Linked DNA regions of Cricetulus griseus: region 1 is linked to region 2. A link is a contact called in public Micro-C data. All regions are on one chromosome and are shown on one strand. Each heading gives the region's core, a stretch centred on a gene start, on an enhancer-like site or on the middle of the called end of the contact. The rest is flanking DNA. Distances are from core to core; before and after follow the strand shown. Region 1 holds the start of Smad6 (mothers against decapentaplegic homolog 6). Region 2 has its middle 97 kb from the start of Smad6.

Region 1 (3,283 bases), core at 413-2,912, 97 kb before region 2:
TTTTATTTGGGGGGACTTTTGGAGACAGGGTCTTATACAACCCCAGTTAGCTTTCAGTTCAACGTGTAGCCCAGGATAGTCTTGAACTCCTGATCCACTTCCTAAGTGTTGGAGCTAATGTATGTGCACAACCCTGTAGGGCTTTCTATTTTTCTATTTTCTTCACGGGCGAGAAAGAGACCAAAGGCAAGTTTGTGGAGGTGCTGACTGTCCACTTGTGTTATGTACACTTACTAGTAAGCACTGTTTCCTAGAATCTTCGTTCTGGGAGGCAGGCATCAGTCTCAGCATTTTCAAAGGAGAAACAGTGGTCAGGGCTATTCATGTTTCACCTTGGCCAAAATAGTGAGGAGTGGGTGTGACAATCGGCCCTAGCAGCACAGGAGTACCTGACTCCAGGTAAGGCTCAGAAAATGATTCTGGGTCTTTCCGGCAAACGCGGCCCTTCCCCCAGCGCACACCCAGACCTGGCCCTGGGCTTGCACGCAGCGGTCACGACACCAACCCAGAGCACGAGTGTTCTAAGTGTGTGTGGGGGATCACAAATCCGTGCCCCATCTCCTGCACCCCGCCTCCCGCAGGGAGCGGCGTCCAGCCCCAGGCCAATGAGAGTAGCGGAATTTCTTTCATTGAGCTCGGGGGCCCCCGCTCATGCCCGGAAGGGGGCGTGGCGCTGCGCCGGGGGTGGGGCCGTGGCGCGCCAGAGGAGGGCGGGGCCGGCCCTGCGGCTGAGCCAATCGGCGCCACGCCCGGGAGGGGGAGGGGGAACCAGGCCTTTTTTCCCCTCCGCGCGGGACCAATCCCGACTTTACAAGCTTGAACTTTTGCCACCCTCGGACTAGCAAGCACGCCCGAGGAGGTACCCCGCCGCGCCGGCTCCAGGGCAGGAGCGGCCTTAACTCTTCCCGTGCCGGGCCCCCCAAGTCTGTCCCCCAACTTGTTTCATAGTGAAACAAGCTGGTGAAGGCACGTTCCTCCATCCACATACCTCTCGAAGGGGCAGAAAGTAAATCCAAGAATGGAAACGGAAGCCCTCGGCCTTGAGGGGGGCCTGGGACGCCAGGCACCCTGGCGGGAGAGCCCAGGCGACGGAGAGGAGCCATCCAAGAGCAAGAGCATTCCCGCCTCTACCCCACCCTGTCCAAGTCCCCACCTCCGGCTATCCTGGAGCTCCTTTAATCCATAGTGTTCTACGCCCCCCCCCACGCCGTGTAGCCAAATAGAGCGACCCCAAGACCTGGGAAGGGGGTGCGTGGAGCCTTCGTGGGTCACGGAAGATCCCGCTACCTCAACTTCTCGGCCGCCCCCCAATCCCCAGAGACGCAGGGCAGGAAGGCGCGCACACACACCCATTTTTATTAGCTCGCGCTGAGGCTGGGGGTTTGGACCGACTCTAAAGTGTAATGTGTGTTTGCAAGTTTGTGCACAAGCCACAGAGAGGCAAAGGGCCGCCTTGGAGTCCGGGTCGCTGTGGGTTCACCGAGCATAGCTGGGTAGCAGGGTGAGTGTGTGTTTGCTTGCGCGTGTGAGGGATCTCTCGTATCCGTACCCAAGGCGCGACGTGAGCTAAAGAGCGAGTCGCGGGCGCTGTAAGCCTCGGGGCGGGGGTGCAGGGGAGGGAGAGGGGCGGGGGCCTGGGTTCGTCCCGCCCCGGGAACCAGCCCCCTTGGAGCCTCGGACTCAGCAATGGGACGTGTTCTCCTTTAAGAGTTAAGAAACTTGAAACCTTGTTTGCGCAACAATCAGCGCCGCGGAGCCGCCAAAGTGTCTAGACTGGCATATGATGGGAGGCAGCCAATGACTCCGCGGCGCTCCTCCGGGGGCCCTCAGTGTGCGTTTGAGGAGAACAAAAAAGAGAGAGGGCGCCGAGCGGGGGAGCGAGCGAGGGAGCCGAGCCCAGAGAAAGAGCCGCCGGGCGCTGCCTCGCCAAACCTCGCTGGGACCGCGGGGCCACCGGGAGGCACTTTGGTGGAGGGGGGAGGGGGGGGCGACCTCGGCAGCCGCGGCGCCCGAAGCGACCCAGCGCAGCGTGGGGCGGGCTGCGACCTCTGCCTCGGTGGATTGCATTTTTAATTAAGGATTCCTAGCAGCTCTTGGGAATTTTTACGGCTTCCACTCAGGTGTTGACACCCGCGTTCAGAAGAGATTTACCCCAAGTGCACCGAGCGCCCGGGACCTGAGACGGAGTTGCTTTTCGTGCGTGCAAATCCAAGCATTTGGGGTTTTGTTTGGGATCTTTTTCTAGCCTTGCTTTTATTTTTATTTTATTTTATTTCATTTCAGGGATCTGGGAATTATCCACAAGCCTGAGCTTCGGATCCTGCAGGGAAAGCCCATGCAGGGTAGCACTGGGCTTTTGAAGGCAGAGTTGTGCAGACACATTTGGGGGTACAACGCAAGCGCTTTGTGCTTGTGTACCAGCCACACAACTTTTGAAGGCTCGCCGGCCCATGCGTGGTGTTTCTAGCATCGCTTCGCCCGCGACTCCCCGAAGGCTCCAGGGCGGCTGGAGTTGAGCAGTCCCGGCCCACCGCGGTCCATGTAGCCCGCTGGTCCCGCGCGGACTGCGGCTTGGCGCGCGCGTGTTCCCGGCCCGGCCCGGCGCGAGCTCCCTCATGTTGCAGCCCTGCGGCGCCCCTTCGACGACAGGCTGTGCGCGGTCTGCACGGCGCCCCGCGGCAGAGCTTCATGTGGGGCTGCGGCCCGCGCAGCCGGCGCCTCGTTGAGGGAACGGACCCCCGGTAACCGGAGACCGCCTCCCCTCCCACCACCCCAGGCGCCAAAGGATATCGTATGTTCAGGTCTAAACGCTCGGGGCTGGTGCGGCGACTTTGGCGAAGTCGTGTGGTCCCTGATCGGGAGGAAGGCAGCGGCGGCAGCGGCGGTGGTGGCGACGAGGATGGGAGCCTGGGCAGCCGAGCTGAGCCTGCCCCGCGGGCACGAGAGGGCGGAGGCTGCGGCCGCTCTGAAGTCCGCTCGGTAGTCCCGCGGCGGCCCCGGGACGCGGTGGGACCGCGAGGCGCCCCGATCGCCGGCAGGCGCCGGCGCACGGGGTGCCCCCCGAGGCCGGTGTCGGAGCCTGGGACCGGAGCTGAGGGCTCCCTGCTGGATGTGGCGGAGCCTGGAGGCCCGGGATGGCTGCCTGAGAGTGACTGCGAGACGGTGACCTGCTGTCTCTTCTCCGAGCGGGACGCTGCGGGTGCGCCCCGGGACGCTGGCGATCCCCCAGCCGGGCAGTCTCCAGAGCCAGAGGAAGGTGGCGGGCCTCGGGGTCGCGAAGCCC
Region 2 (3,252 bases), core at 129-2,628:
GGAAGTGTTACAGCCCTGAGAAGAGAGAGCTTGTTCTCTCCTTCCCATTCCTCTGTCCAGAACGTAAACATGTAGGGGATTCCATGGGTACCCTAAGCAGGCAAAAGCTGCCTAGGTGCCCTGATGACCTGACCAAGTAAGTGCAGGACCCCAGATCCCAGCCTGGGACAATATACATCTGGGGGGTGTACCCAGGCCAGAACAGCAAACAATAGCTGATATGGGGGCTGAGACATCTTGAACATGTCTTCCCTAATAGATAAATTCCCCGGAGCCCCCAGCCCAGATGAGAGCACAGATCTGGTTCCCATCCACCTTCCACCTTTGGTGGCAGGTGAGTTCCCCCTCCACCCCTAGCCTGCTTCCCCTCCCTGTGCCAGCCAGGCAGTACTCTTACTGGGTCTCCATCATCTCCAGTGCTGGGTGTAAAACCTGGCCAGCACCAGTTTTAATAGCTGAAGAAATGGCAGCTATTATCCAGTGATGAGCGTTCAGAAATCTAATCCTGTGCCTCAGCCCTGTTTTAAACCTCTGCTCCCTGCTTCCCTTCAGCAGGAGTCTCAACTCAAGTAAGCCTCCTCATTTTCCATCATGCCCACAGCTCAGCCAGCCCACAACGCGGCTGATGGGAGTCACTCTGACAACCCGTCTAAGGGTGCCCTGAGCCTGGAGACTAGCACACACAGCCGAGGATGGACACAGCTCAATCAGGCACAGTGCAGAGATCGACTTCCCCACCAGTCCACATCATTCTCCTCTAGTGTGTGCCTCTCTTTATTGTATTGAAGGAACTCACAGCACCAAAAAATCTATCTTTAGTCGGTGGAGCTACACAAATGTTCCTGCTGAGTGTCTCTGGTGGATGTCCACGCCTGCAGGAATACACACCTGTGTTTTCACCTCCAGCTTGGATCCTCTGTGTTCTTCTCACCCAAACACCTCTCCTGCTTCCTACTAGCCTCTCCTTGGCCTTCCCAAACTCATTCCTCCTCCATGTTTTCTCTAATGCTCCCGGACCACATCCACACTCCCAGGAAAGGCCTTGGCTTATCTAACTAACTATGGCTACTGCCTTTCTCTGTCTCTTGGCCTCTGCCCCAGACCCCCTCCCCTCCCCTCACACCTTTTTCTTTCATCCCAGGGTCAGAGGTTGATACAGAAAGTACCAGGTCAATGCAATGGGAAGCTTGGACCCAGAGTGCAGGATGGGGACGGCAGGGCCCCCTTCTGCATCCTGCAGTGCTGGAGAGGGTGGGTGAGACAGCACCCTGGGGCTTCCCAGACCCTTTCCCTGCCCAACAGGGCGCCACTGGCCTGTCCCACACCCTCTCTGCCGCCTGCCCAGTGACCTAATTATTGTTTTTTCTTCCAACCCCGCGGAGGGGAAAACAGAAATTCCTGGTGGATGACACAGGCCAGGCGGCCGCCCGCGAGAGGAGCACGGGACCGGCTGGGCCGGCTGCGCCCGCCCTGAACCCGTGCCCGCCCGGCCATTAGGGCCGCGGAACCCTTCATCAGGATAAGTACAGAGCGGCCCTGGAAATTGCCGGTTACCCTGGCCCGCGGGGCCTGCGGCGCCCGGAGTCTGGGGGCCGCGGCAGGGGTCAGGGTAGCCCGCGGGTCCCTGCTAGGCTGAGAGAGCAGTGCGCCTTTCTGGGAGCTGATGCTCTGCTTTTTGACCTGTGAAGGTCAAGGGCTCTTGCTCATTCATGCCTTCTGCCAAAGTGACCATGAGATCCCGCAGACACACAGGCCAGGCTCTGAGTCCAGCTTCGAGGTTAGAATGGTGACAAGACGGAAGAAGGTGTTGGATATGTAGCTCCAAAAGTTGTTACTTGGTAGAGTGCTTGCCTACCGTGCACAAAACTCCCCAACACTGCATAAAGGAGCCTGTGGTGGCTGGCAGGTTTGTGATCCCAGAACTTGGGAGGTAGAGAGCAGGATTAAGGTCACCCTCATCTTCAGAGCGTCCTAGTTTGCTTAATATTTTATTTTAGGTTAGTAGATTGAATACAATGCTTGGCTGTATCACTAGCTCCAGACCTGGCTTCAGATTCTGGCTCTGTGAATCATTAGCCTTGTGACCTTGAACAAATCACTTGCCTTTGTAAAATAAGTCTTATGCACCTGACCGGTGGGAAGGACAGCAGTGTGTGTTAAAGCTCAGTGAGGAAGTACTGACTGTTGTAGTCTGGGACTCAGGCATGCTTACATGTTCATCAGAATGTACTCTGACTCCCCTTTCCTGTTCTACAAAATGGAATTAGGAAGGTGAATGAATAAGCTAACCATCCCAAAAGATGCTAGAAACAAGGACAACCTGCTTGCCCTCAGGTGCTGTGTGAGCTGAAGGACTACTTCCACCATCTGAACCTTCCTCTCCATCCCTTGAAATGGAGCTAAATGCTAGAGCCGAGGGTGCAGGCACCCACCCACAAAACCAGGATGCACATGGCCAACAGGCTCAGGCCGGGTATTGAGGGTATTCATGATAGCCCTGGGTAGCATCCTCCCTGGTGCCTATCAACAAAAGAAAGAATGTTCTGGTACATGTCTGTAATCCCAGCTTCCAGGAAGCTGAGGCAGGGAGGCATATTGTGAGTTTGAGGATTGCATGTGCCACATAGGGAGTGCCAGGATAGTCAGAGATACATAGGTGACACCCTGTCTCAACACACACACACACACACACACACACACACACACACGCACGCACGCACGCACGCACGCACGCACGCACGCACGCACGCACACACACACACACACACCACTCACATACAAACACATACTTTCACTAATAGACACAAACACACACATTCACACACACACACCACTCACATACAAACACATATATTCTCACTAATAGACACAAACACACACATTCACACACATATACTCTCACATACATACTCATAAACACGCTTAAACACCCCCACACTTATATATACACTCACAGTTACACACACATTAACACAAACATGCACACACACACACACACACACACACACACTCACATATACACAGCTTAGTGTGGTGTGTTCATGCCTATAATCTGGCACCAAGAAGGGATTGTTGCAAGTTTGAGTCCGGGGTGGTCTATTTAATGAATCGTTCCAGGCCATTCAGGGATAAAAAAAATGAGACCCTGAAAACACAAAATCAAAATTGCTGAGGAAGTGGGGCTGGAGAGATGGCTAGCGGTTAAGAACACTGGCTGCTTTTCCAGAGGTCCTGAGTTCAATTCCCAGCAAC

What was found. A called contact is a pair of places that touch in the nucleus more often than the background predicts.
Region 1: a contact with region 2 is called in a Micro-C map of the CHO-K1 cell line, with 2.9 times the contacts expected there. The contact joins the promoter of Smad6 here to the enhancer-like site in region 2. A contact is called at or near these places in 2 of 8 Hi-C or Micro-C datasets (the CHO-K1 cell line and fibroblasts).

The regions. Positions count from the first base shown.
Region 1 is chr4:175,552,094-175,555,376 of CriGri-PICRH-1.0, reverse strand. Smad6 (mothers against decapentaplegic homolog 6) reads left to right here and starts at 1,662. Exons shown (of 5, transcript XM_027414781.2): 1 at 1,662-2,196; 2 at 2,284-3,283. The coding sequence starts at 2,794.
Region 2 is chr4:175,455,332-175,458,583 of CriGri-PICRH-1.0, reverse strand. No RefSeq gene overlaps it. Among named protein-coding and RNA genes, the nearest start is that of Smad6, 97 kb to the left of the region's middle. Within about 2 kb of position 1,378, at least 4 of the 6 cell types and tissues checked have open chromatin away from gene starts, as enhancers often do. A contact at or near this core is called in the CHO-K1 cell line and fibroblasts, where this site is marked.